Linked DNA regions of Sus scrofa: all the other regions are linked to region 2. The links are chromatin contacts, called in public Hi-C and promoter capture Hi-C maps. All regions are on one chromosome and are shown on one strand. The core of a region is the stretch at or near the end of the contact, and the rest is flanking DNA. Distances in the headings are between cores, read along the strand shown.

Region 1 (3,958 bases), core at 186-2,685, 420 kb after region 2:
CCCATCTGGCAGTCCCGTATTTACCCTAGAAGCCCCGCCGGCCACCATCAGGCGTAGGACGAAGTGGGGCAGGATGAAACATTCCCAGAGGACCGGTGCAGCAGAAACTGTGCTTTACCCAGCCGAGGATAAAAATGTGCCCTGCCGGCCGACATCCACCCTATCTTCCACTCCCAAGAACAGCTAACGTCCAGGAGAATCCTGGCTTCTGAGAACTTGAGGCAAGGCATTTCCTAACGCCACCTAGTGTCCATGAGGGAGAATTGCATCAGCTGAAGCATGAATCTCTCTGCTGCCTCCCAGTGGCAATGGGTGGGTTCACAAGACTAAGGCGGGAAACTCCCCTGGTACCTCCTAATGGTCACTATGCGCTTAGCACCTGCTGGGCCTGGGGTGCGGGCAGAACACAGCTGGAAGAGGCCTCTAACTAAGGAATGCAGGAAGCCTCCAGAAGCTGGAAAAAGCAAGGAAACAGATTCTCCCTCTAGGAGGAAGGTAGCCCAGCACACACCTTGATTTTAGCCCAATGACATCCATCTCAGATTTCTGACCTCTAAAGTTGTAAGCCCCAAATTACACAAGCCCAAAGTAGAGAAGGGCTTATCCCAAACAGATCTGTGGGTGCGGCCTGCCTAATGGGGTGAATCCCCCTAAGATTCATAGAAGACCTACCCACAAACCTACAATTATATTGGCAAAAACACTACCAGCTCTAACTGAAAAGGACAGAGGCAGTACAAAAAGACGAGGCCTAGGGCCCCCAAACTCATTTCTGCTTCCCAGGTAACACATTCTTATCTCCTTAACGTCAAAATGCCTCTAAAAAACTAAACCGGTCTTCAGAACATTGATTAGTGAAGAACTGTCAACAGGCTTATGGGGCAATTTCATCAATGATCTGAGGAAGTCCACTAAAATATCCCCTGGTGCAGGAAAGAAGCCTCCAAAGACAGAATATTCGTTATCTCCTCTCGCAAGAGTTCTGATCGAACACTATTAAAGTGTGTTTCTGCCCCTGAAATTACTGAAGACAGCTCCTTCCTGCTGATAGGTTTTTATACTTTGAGCATTCCAAGACTGCTTCACACCAAGGGGCCCCCACTTCCTTTACTCGTCCTAAACTCTCAGCGGGGATCAAGAGGACCGTGGAGGTGGGGAGGTGGCTGGGTTTGAGCCCTGAGCTGAAGAACAAGGGAGAGAACCTCAGCAAGCCACAGCTCCGCGGACCACAAATCACTGAGGGAAAGTCAGGCGACTAGCGCTAGCGTCTGTCTGCGCCTGCGCTAAAAGCACCGCTCCCAGGATCCTTCGCGGCTAATTCGCGTGTTGTTTCAGAGGACCCCGACCATTGGTTCAGTGGACCCGAAAGGCATGTGGACCAAAGTATGATGGGAAATAGAGTCTGGGAGTAAGAACAGGCGGAAGCCTCTCTGGGAAATACGGTGCACGATGGTGTGCGGGAACCGAGAGAGGAAAAAAAAACGTTTTGGCCAAAAACGGAACCCAGAGATTCCTGGGAAATGAAGTCCGGTGGGGCAGGGAGGCCTATGCGCATGACCGGAAGTGGCGCTATTCAAGCGCGCCCCCTTTGGCGCGAGAGCCAGGCCCGCGACCGCAGTTTTCTGAGCGCGCTGAAGCCGGGGGCACTCTCTCGCGCGTACCCAGCGGCAGCTTTTTCATGCTGTGATGTGCTTGAGATCCAGTCGACAGTGAGAGACCCGGCTGGAAAGGTCCGACCTTGCTCAGCATCACAGGCTCAGACCTGGCCTGTGAGGGGAGAAGCCTGAGAGAAGAGCCCAGAGCGGGGTTGGGGCTGCAGTGAAGCGACGCTGACGCTCAGAGAACTGCTGGGAGGCGGTGGCGCGAGGTGGGACCCAGATGCTGGAGGAAGGTGAGAAGGAGTGGTGGAGCGGTTTGTGGCTTCCAGCTTGCCCACTAACACAGCTGCGTGGCCCGGATCAGAACTTGGTAGTTATCCTTTCCACAGGTGGTTGGGGACGATCCTTTTTTGAATAAAGAATTCCAGGGTCGAAAAAGTTTGAGGAGCTCAGCCTTGGATCATCTCTGAGTATCCTGTCCTTTACTCCGATCTGTTGATGGACCCATGGCATCGCAAAGTAGAGAGAAATAGACTCTAGGAAGGACAATGGGACGTACCCAGGGCCTCTCTATTGCTTCTGAATTTCCATCCCTCTTGAAGTAGCCAGGGATGCTCGGAATGGGAGCCTATTGGCTTCACCTGATACTGAGGGTGGGTTCAACCCATTTGGATTGTGAAACCGTGGAGGATACTCTGTATTTAGAATCAGAAGGCTGGGATTCCTGTTTAAGCTGTAAGGTATCAGCTGGGTCTCTTGACCTGTGTTTCTTCATGGAGGAAAAAGGTAAAATAACATTAACTACCTCCTTCACCTCTAAGAACTGTAAGCATCAAATAAAATAACATTTTTGAAAGCACCTTGAACGCTTTACTGAACAGAACTGTTGTGTATGTAATTTAACCACTGAGGCAATGCCGTCTTCCCCTAGACCAAAGGGTCCCTGAATTGTTCTGTCATTCCAGTGCAATTTCACACCCAGTATTTCACGCTGTCTTTCCTGAGAGACCTGGGAACACAAGCAGGAGGGTTACCTGTCTCCCCGTACTACCAAAGAGGGAGATAAGCACAGTGGATAGGTACAGATAGACACAACTCAGTAACATGAAGTCTGTACTAAAACCAGTATTTGGACCTCTTTACTTTTTTTGAGCTATTTCTGAGGACTGCTTTACCTCTGCTATTTTTTTGAGTTGAGATATAATTTACATCCATAATGTTCACTTTTATAGTATACAATTCAGGAGTTCCCGTTGTGGCTCAGTGGGTTAAGAACCTGACGCAGTGTCTCTCCATGAGGATACAGGTTCAATCCCTGACCTTGCTCAGTGGATTAAGGATCTGCTGTTGCCCCAAACTGTGGCCTAGGTCACAGATGAGGCTCAGATTTGGCCTGGCTGTGGTGTAGGCCAGCAGCTACAGCTCCAGTTCAACCCCTGGCCTGGGAGCTTCCATGTGCCCCGGGTGTGGTATTAAAAAATAAAGTATACAATTCAGCAGGTCTTTTTCTTTTTTTTCTTTTTGGCTATACCAGTGACATGTGGAAGTTCCCAGGCCAGAGATCGAACCTGTGCTGCCATAGAGACAACGCCAGATCTTTAACCCGCTACACAACAGCAGGAACTCTGAGTGGCTTTTAGTATATTCGCAAAGTTAAGCAACCATCACCACTATTTAATTCCAGAACATTTTCATCACCCCCAAAAGAAGCTGGTACTTCTACTCCCCATTCTGCCTTCTCCCTTGTCCCTGGCAACCATTAATCTACTTTCTGTCCCTGTGAATTTGCCTATTCTGGACATTTCATGAAAATAGAATCATACAATATATGTATCTGGCTTCTTTCATTAAGCATGATGTTTCAAGGATCATCCAGATTGTAACATGAAGTGGTTTTTTTTTCCTTTTTTTGGCTGAATAATATTCCATTGCATAGATTACACCATGTTTTATTTATCGGTTCCTCACTTGATGGACATTTAGGTGGTTTCCAATTTGAGCTATTATGGATAATGCTGTGAACATGCATGCACAAGTTTTTGTGTGGCCGTGTTTTCATTTCTCTAATGTATTTGCCAAAGAGAGAAATTACTGTATTACTCCGGAAACTTTGGTAACTAACTTTCTGAGGAACTGCTAGACTGTTTTCTACTGTGGCTTCACTGTTTTACATTCCCAGTAGCAATCAATGTATGAGGGCTTCAGTTTCTCAGCATCCTAATCAACACTTGTTTTTCTCCATCTTTCTTATTTTAGCCATCTTAGTTTGAAGCAGTATGTCATAATGGTTGGTAGGCATTTCTCTGATGACTAATGATGTTGAGCTGCTTTTTATATACTTATTGGCTGTTTGCATCTTA
Region 2 (4,006 bases), core at 1,379-3,878:
CTGCTGGGTGTGCTCTGCACACAGGAGAATTCACTCTTTTTAGGGTATGTCCTCGAGTTCTCGATTTATGTTTTAAGGAGGTTACTCTGTGTGGAGAGTAAACCACGAGGAGTGGGGGTGGGCAGGGATGCTGCCTCGGAGGCCGTCCTGTCGTGCAGAGGCGTGGTCAGCACGGAGGTGGTGAGGCGTGACGTGCCCCCCACAGGGGTCATCCCTGCCCATGGCTGCCCAGGCAGCGCAGGGCACCCCTACTCTTCCTGTCCCAGGTGACAATGCCTGCCTTTCCCCAGAGCAGAGCTTCCCTGGACCTTGATTAGGAGTAAGTGGGTGACTGATGAGGGCTGTGCGGGGTCAGGAGAGGGAGGGGCACTAGGTCCCTGGCCTGGCTCCTCGGGTCCCTATTGTGCAAAAAGGGATGTGCCACCACCCAGGCTTCCTGAGCGGAGGGCACCCGTCTGGATGCCCGCAGAGCTGTGGGTGCTGTGGGATGTCCCGGGGAGACCACCTGATCCCTTCAAGCCCTCCCCCGTGAGTATCCCTGGGCCTCCTGTTCTCCTAAGAGCTGCCTCCCCTCCCTAAGGAAAAGTGGCTGCAGGGGGGCTTCCTCCCCTCCCCTGTTTTCTGCAGGCTTGTGTTGGAAGGGAGGAGCCACTGGTTTCAAGAGTAATTACACATCATGGGTGAGGGAGGGAGGCTCCAGCCGGCCTTTTCATGGCAAGTCTGAAACGAACCCACCTGCCAGCCAGAGGATGGATTTTCTCTTGAGAACGTGATCCTCGTGTTCGGAGAAAGGGATATTTTGCATCCATGTTGCTCCTATTGCCTGAACCTTAAAGTCGGTTTCTTGGGGGCTCCTGCGGAGAGAGCCTGGCCCTTGCTCTCCCCTGCCCCAGGGAGGGTGAAAGTGGCGGCGAGGGGTGTTGACACAGATGGCAGCTACCCTTAACGACACACCGTGCCAGCCACCCTGTGAACCCTTCCGCCCTCTGTACCATTGGTGCCGCCGTTCTCCTATTTTACGGGGGGAGAAGCGGGGCTTGGCCAGGTCAAGCAACTCGCCCAGGGCACAAAGTCAGTGATAGGTGAGACCTCAAATCCTGATTTATCTGTTCTCCAAAGGTGCCTGCTCCTTCTGCCTCAGAGACTGCCCCTCAGCTGTCCTGTTCTTAGCGCCAGGCCTGCGGTCGCAGCCTGTGAGCCGCTGAGGGGTGGGGGTGTTGAACCACAGCTGTCCTAAGCTCCCCCACCACCACCGAGGCATAGCCTGAGTGCTGTCAGACTGAAGAAACTGTGCTATGAGTCCCTCTCACTGTTTCCACATGGACGTAAAGACGGCTGGGATTGTTGCATTCACTTAATAATGTTGGTAGTTTACAATAGCTTTTGCCTTTGATATCTCAATCAACAGATATCAAAAAGAGAACTAAATTTTTTTTAAAAAATTGGTTTACATTTATTGAATATTGCAGTTAAAACTCCTTTTTTTTTTTAATACCTAACTTGCTTTTATTTTATTTTTCTGGCCATGTCCGTGGCATGTGCAAGTTCCTAGGCTAGGGATCGAACTCCCACCACAGCAGTGACCTGAGCTGCTACAGTGACAACACCAGGAGGGAACTTCCTTAACTTGTTTTTAGTGTTGAAAAGGAAGATCTCTAATATACATTCAGATGTGTGTGTGTGTGTGTGTGTGTGTGTGTGTGTACATAATAGACACACACACCCTCATATCTGTTCAGAGGTGTCTGTGTGCGCAAATGCTGCCCTGTACTATGTGAACTTGTAACCTTGGGGACAGGGACTAGGGCTTGTGGGACTTTCCTTTTTTTTTTTTTTTTTTGTCTTTTTAGGGCCACACCCGTGGCATATGGAAGTTCCCAGGCTAGGGGTTGAATCAGCTGCTGTCCTACTCCACAGTCACAGCAATGCCAGATCCTTAACCCACTGAACAAGCCCAGGGATTGAACCCACATCCTCATGGGTACTAGTCAGGTTCTTTACTCCTGAGACACAGTGGGATCTCCCAGGGAGTTTCCTTTTTTTGTTTTATACCTGATAATTAAGTTTATGTAATTTTAGCATGTGCATGTATTGCTTTTAAATGAAAAATCCAGGAAGCCCTCCTCGGTTGGGCTTTCTGAGGACAGTGGGCCTTGCTGGTTTCTGCCTCCCCAGCCTCCGCACAGCACGGGAGTCGCAGGGGTGCTGGGTCAGCGCCTGTCACCTGGATGCTGTGGATGGCTGCGGTCTGTGCCAGCCCTGCTTCAGCTCCATAGATGTAGGTGCTTCCCATCGCCAGGGAGGTGCCCCTCCTTTGCTCCAAGTCTGCTCAGTCTCACAAGCTTTCTCTCTTTTTAATCCATCTGCAGACCCTCAGTCTCTAGACCCAGCCCTCTTTCCCAGCACCACTGCTTTCTCTCCCAGACGGGGGCGCAGCCACTGTGGGGGGGCCTCAGTGGTGCCTCCTCAGCTGTCCAGCCCGCCCAGCCCATTATCTGTCCCTCCGTGGGGAGGGGAGATGTTGGATGTTGCCCGTCTGGTGGGGTGGCTTGCAAGGAGTGGGGAAGGCGGTGCGGGTAAGCGCGGTGCTGAGGGATGGCATTTCAGGTCTAGCGTGTGCTCACGTGGCCAGGGTCTGGCCTCAAAAGCCGCCAGAGGCTGCCGCTTGCCAGGAGGAGGGGCCGGTGTGGGGAGGGTCTGGAGGAGGTGGCCATAGCAGCCCCGCCAGCCTGCTCGAGGGGGCCCCTCCTGAGCTCCTGGCAGGTGGTCCAGCTCCAGAGTGATGGTGACCCTGGGGAAAGACAGCAGAACCAAACGGACAAGCCCTGGCTGTGGCGCGCGCACACACATACACACACACACACGTACATTTACTGGCGGGGAGTGAACAATTGGTTGTGGGCAGAAACCCTCTGGTTTCGTTCTGTTTGGATGCAGAAAGGTGGAGCAGCTCTGAGCGAGCCCGTGGAGAGCAGTGAGCCCCTCGTGAGGGCACAGGCTCGGCCCCGTCTTTGGATTTGCCTGAAGACATTTGGAAGACTTGACTCTCTTGTAATTGAACATTCCTGGATGTGTGTATTTTCTTTGAAACAACCTCCATAAGCTTAGGAAAAAGTGGTTTGCCCCAGACTGTCTCCTGTTATTTTCTTGGTTTCCTGAACTTGAAACGTTGAAGGAGAATTCTCGAAGTCTGGAAGGAAACCAACATCACACATGGGACTTTCCTTCCCCTCTTCAGGGGCCCACACATACGAGACTGGAGTCTGTCACACAGCAGCAGGAGACGTGGGATTGTTCTGTGGTTCTGACACAACCGCCACGTTCCTGCAAAGTTACATCATGAGAATCGCCTTTTCTCCTGCAGTGTTTTGGTTTCCAAGGAGGCGTTGGCACGAATGTGTGTGTGTGTGTGTAAGAGGTGAGAGAGGCAGAGGGAGGGTGGAGTGATAGGATTTTGGTGTGGGACAGACCCTTCCCTTTTTGCCAGACGGCCTCCTGTCTGGCAGGGGCCACAGTCGGGCAGGTGTGTGAAAACGTATCCCTGACTCACAGTGTAGTTTCTCTCTCTGAGCCTCAGTTTTCTCATCTGTAAGTATTTTCTTTTTTCTTTTTTCTTTCTTTCTTTTTTTTTTTTTTTTTTTAATAAATACACGTAAGTCCTTAGCCAGAGACTGAAGGATAGATTGTCATGACGGCACTGGGGGTCAGCCTGTGTGTGAGCTACCTGAGGCCGAGGGCTGGCCTGATTCCTCTGCACAGAACAGGCCTTGGGAAAAGGGTTGCCCAGTTTGCTGAATGGATGAGGGAACGATCAGGAGGCCATTTGTTCTCTGGCTGTAGTGTCAGGGCCATCTGTTAAAGCTACCTCCTTGGGAAGCCCTGCCTGGCTTACGAGCAACCGTATTGGTCTAGGGTACGGCCAGGTGAGGGGGGGAGCCCACTCCCTGTCTCCCGGCCTGCTGGCATCCTCCTGTGCCTCTGGCTTCTGCACAAGCTCAGAGTGCCT
Region 3 (4,358 bases), core at 672-3,171, 410 kb after region 2:
GAGGCTCAGAAAAAGGCAGTGATTTGAACCTGAGTTCTCTGACTCCAGAGCTGTGCTCTCTCCCCTGTCCACCCTGTGTCAGTTGGAGCCGGCTGGTGTTTTTTTATGTTAAAATAATTTGTAAGCTTCATGAGCTTGTATGTGTTTTTCCTGTTGTCTCTCCCCCCTCCCCCCGCCCTGAAGTTTCTTGCTTCTCAGCCTGGAGTAGAAAAACCAAGGGCTGTTTAGACCATTCTTCCAAAAAGACTGACTGCATGCATCAGAGCGTCACTTACAAAAAGGAGCAGGAGGCAGTTCTAGCAGCACTGTCTGCTTCTACGAAGGCCAAGTGAACACTGCACACTCATGGGGAAGGCGATGACCAGCCAGAGGGCAGGAGCAGATTTGCAGGGGTCTGTGGCTCAGCGGGCGGGCTGGCTGTAGCTGGGCTCACTGAATCACCCTGTCTAGAGAAACCTCTCTGCGTACCCCACAGGCTGAATTGCAGAGTAAACCATCTAATTGCAGCAGTTTGCCATTGAAGTCTGAGGCATCCATCCCCTCTGCAAACACCAAGTTCCCACTGTCTGGGAGTAGGGGAGGGAGAGAACTAAACAGGAGATCGCAAGCAGTGATAAGTGCTATGATAAGAATTTATGACTGGAGCACAGGATGCTGAGGAAACACAGAGGCGAGGTTGCCTAAGTCTTGAGAGATAGTACAATCAGGTGACTGCAGGTCAAACAACCATCTAATGACACCAGCTAGCGTTCGAGCACCTTGCATGTGCTTGGTCTTCTTACATTGCTCCTACTCAAAACCCTCCTGCAAGATAGATACTGTCATCTCCACTTAGAGGTGAGGAAACAGAAGCCCAGAGAGGGAATAGAAGCTAAGCCTCTTGCTTTCTTAGCCCTGGTTCTTGCCAGAATTACACAGCATTCCACCACAGCTGCCTGCACCCTGAGAGTGTTGCACACAAATGGCAAGATTCTACAGAGCCCTGACTTCATCATCCTCACCTCCAGCAGTGATGTGGGTGTACACAGGTAGAGAGGTTGGCTATTAACAGCGGACTTAACGTTGGAAGGTATTGACATGATTCCAATCAGGACTACCTGTGGAGAGAAATTTAACAGGGAGCGTGGAGCTCACCATTTAAGCCCAGATCAGTCACACCTATATGGCATGGGGGACTCCGCCCAACACAGGTCCTCCGCACCCTGAAAGTCCTGGTCGTCGTCGGCTCCGTAGCCGTGAGCCCCTTGGGAACCCAGAGTCGTGAGGAGCACTGAAGTGGGCTGCGGCTCCCAAGGTCAAGCCTCCAGCCCAGCAACGGAGCTGGAGGGCCGGACCAGGGTCGGCATCCGAGAGGATGGCTGCCCAGGTCGCTTGTTAGGAGATCTTCCACCCTGTGGCTCTCAGTGGGGAGTGCCAGGCCCCAGTAAAGCGGTTAACGCCGAGCAGGAACCGCAGACCTGACCCGAGGACAGTTGCAGCGGCCCAAGGTAGGGGCGGGAAGTGCTGGGGACATCCCACGTGCTCCGCCTTCGTCCGGCTCCTAGCCTCATTGGTTGAAGCTAGATTGAGAGGCGGCGCCAGGCGCCAGTGTACTCCCCTCCTTCCATCCTCATTGGCCTGTTCCGTTTGGAGCAACTTATATGACCCCACCTCCAGGCTCGCATCACACTCCTATTGGATGGTTATGTGCTCCGGCCCTAACACAAACCCCGCCCCACCTATACATTGGATAACTCTGTCCTAGGGGCGGCTCCAGTGTGCGTCACCTACCGGTTCTTTGCTTCCATTGGTCTGCTTTGACTTGAGGGGCGGCTTCTAGAGAAGACGCGAACCCCGCCTTGCGTTCCCATTGGCTGCCTCCACATCTGCGGCCGCTCGGACCCCGCCCCAGGGCCTCCCCCGACTGTCCATTGGCTGCCTCTGGCCAGACAGGCCGGTGCCGGCAGCACTCGCGGATTCCGCGGCAGTTCAGGCGTCTGAGCGGACCTGGTAAGCGTTGGTTGCGGACATGACGCCTGAGTTCCCAGAGGACTCCCAGCCGCTCTTGCGGCCGCTGGGCGAGAGGTGAGCGGGCTGGGGGAGCCGGGCCCGGGAGCGCGGCTTCGCCCCTTCCTCTGCGCCGAGGACCGGTCGCTCAACCACCTCCCTGTCCCCGCAGCGCTCCTCGCAGCCGCCGCGTCTTCCTTGCCGCCTTCGCCGCTGCCCTGGGCCCGCTCAGCTTCGGCTTCGTTCTCGGCTACAGCTCCCCAGCTATCCCGAGCCTGCGGCGGGCCGCGCCCCCAGCCCCACGCCTCGACAACGACGCCACCTCCTGGTTCGGGGTGAGGCTTTGGGTTCACTCCCCAGCCCTCCCGGGACCCTCCTCCGCCCACCGAGAAAACGGGAGCCGGACCTTCCCCCTGTCTGGCTTTGGCGGCTACTGGCATCTTCTGCCCAGCACATCCCGGCTCCGCTGCCAGGGACCGCCCATCCCCTTCCTTCGAGGCCGCTGAGGGTGGGGTGGAAGGCGAGGTTGGGCCGCGGCCCTCGGTGCCCGCTCCTGAGCCGGTGGTCGCCCCCGCCCGCAGGCCATCGTGACCTTGGGCGCCGCTGTGGGGGGCGTGCTGGGCGGCTGGCTCGTGGATCGTGCCGGGCGCAAGCTGAGCCTCCTGCTCTGCACCGTGCCCTTCGTGGCCGGCTTTGCCATCATCACCGCGGCTCAGAACGTGTGGATGCTGCTCGGAGGCCGCCTCCTCACCGGCCTGGCCTGCGGCGTTGCCTCACTAGTGGCTCCGGTGAGTGTGTGTCCCAGCCTGGACCCCTGGGCTCCAGGAGAAGAAGCAGACCCGGGGGCCTGGTTCTCCCGGAGCTGCCGCCTCCTAGGTGCCTGGCACCTTGCCCCTTCCCTCCTTACAACCCAACGGGCCTTGGAAAGAGCTGCAGTTACTGTCTTCCTTTGCAAATGAAGTGAGCTTAAGAAACATGAAGGCCTTTATTTAGGCACAGCTAGTCAGCAGTGAAGCTATTACTCGAACCCAGAACCGTGCCACTTAACCGGGCCTCTCTTTTGCTTTACAAATAAGGCGGCATCTGTGGATGGTCACATAAGTCTCACAGTATGGCTTAGATTCATCCCTCAGTGTCACGCCGACCCGCTGACTGCAGTTCAGCAGGAAAATCCTGTTCTGGTTTGTCCCCAGGGACAAAGGCTGCTGGGACCTGCTGCTCCCCTTCACTGCTCACCATCTGGTCCTCCAGCCACTTCCCCTGCTTCTCTCACACCACCTCCTGACCCAGCACTGCCCAGGCTGCCTTTGGAGCTGTGCACGTCTGGGTGAAATCTTGGTGTGCCACTTACCAGGGCATAACACCTCTCTACACCTGTAGAATGGGAATGTGGCATTACCTCGTGCTGTGCTTGTGAGGATTCAGTGAGACCCTGCACACACAGCCCTGGCCCTGGCATGGCCTGTGGAAGGACTTGGACCCTGGAGAATGGGATTGCTGGGTGACCTGCTGGTTGTGGGCTTGGATGATCAACCACCCACCCTAACCTGGTCAAGATTGAAAGCAGTAGCTCAGAGTCCAGCCCTTTGCATCCTCCACTCATTTCACCTGCATTTGCTGGGCAACAGGGAGCAGCTAGGTTGGATTTTACATTTGTTTTGTTTGTTTGTTTTTTGGTTTTTGGTTTGTCTATTTGCTTGTTTTTTGTCTTTTTGCCCTTTCTAGGGCCGCTTCCCATGGCATATGGAGGTTCCCAGGCTAGGGGTCTAATCAGAGCTGTAGCCACCAGCCTACATCACAGCCACAGCAGTGCAGGATCCAAGCCGAGTCTGCAACCTACACCACAGCTCATGGCAACGCTGGATCCTTAACCCACTGAGCAAGGCCAGGGATCAAACCCGCAACCTCATGGTTCCTAGTCGGATCCATTAACCACTGAGCCACGACGGGAACTCCATTTACATTTTTGTTGTTGTTGCTGTTGTTGTTTTGCTTTTTACTGGGCAAAAACACACCTGTCCTAGTCATGGGCATAAAGAATGGAATAACCTAGAAGTGTGGGCAAGGGCTTTCTGGCTCCTGAGCCCAGAGGAAGTCGTGGCAGTCACTGGGTGTCACCTGGAGCTAGTTAGAAAGGCAGACTCCTGGGCTCCCCTGCACACCAGCTGCATCAGAATCTGCCTTTTGTTAAGGGCAGGCATACAACTCCATGAAAGTTTGAGAAGCCCTGTGCTGCCACCTCCACCCTTACACACAGCAGCCTCCAGCAGCCTCGTGTATACCTTTTCATCGCCTGCTGCAGATCCCTTGGGAGGCAGGGAGGCATGGGGACGGCTCTCCTCAGCTCTGAATGGCTGAGGCTTTTCAGTTTT

The links. Promoter capture Hi-C pulls out the DNA fragments that hold promoters and counts their contacts. A called contact is a pair of places that touch in the nucleus more often than the background predicts.
Region 1: a contact with region 2 is called in a Hi-C map of mesenteric adipose tissue, with 2.6 times the contacts expected there. The contact joins the promoter of ZNF79 here to the enhancer-like site in region 2. A contact is called at or near these places in 16 of 47 Hi-C or Micro-C datasets (alveolar macrophages, brain, embryonic fibroblasts and 10 more) and 1 of 2 datasets of contacts at active chromatin or transcription factors (skeletal muscle).
Region 3: a contact with region 2 is called in a promoter capture Hi-C map of fetal skeletal muscle, with 8 times the contacts expected there. The contact joins the promoter of SLC2A8 here to the enhancer-like site in region 2. A contact is called at or near these places in 1 of 5 promoter capture datasets (fetal skeletal muscle) and 6 of 47 Hi-C or Micro-C datasets (alveolar macrophages, brain, embryonic fibroblasts and 3 more).

The regions. Positions count from the first base shown.
Region 1 is chr1:267,940,518-267,944,475 of Sscrofa11.1, forward strand. ZNF79 (zinc finger protein 79) reads left to right here and starts at 1,436. Exons shown (of 5, transcript XM_003480610.4): 1 at 1,436-1,891. The coding sequence starts at 1,879.
Region 2 is chr1:267,514,468-267,518,473 of Sscrofa11.1, forward strand. All of the region lies in intron 1 of RALGPS1 (ras-specific guanine nucleotide-releasing factor RalGPS1), which reads left to right. Among named protein-coding and RNA genes, the nearest start is that of RALGPS1, 79 kb to the left of the region's middle. Within about 2 kb of position 2,629, at least 16 of the 83 cell types and tissues checked have an H3K27ac peak or open chromatin away from gene starts, as enhancers often do. A contact at or near this core is called in embryonic fibroblasts, fetal skeletal muscle, mesenteric adipose tissue and 2 more, where this site is marked.
Region 3 is chr1:267,923,263-267,927,620 of Sscrofa11.1, forward strand. SLC2A8 (solute carrier family 2, facilitated glucose transporter member 8) reads left to right here and starts at 1,922. Exons shown (of 9, transcript XM_005660438.3): 1 at 1,922-2,064; 2 at 2,159-2,321; 3 at 2,568-2,774. The coding sequence starts at 2,009.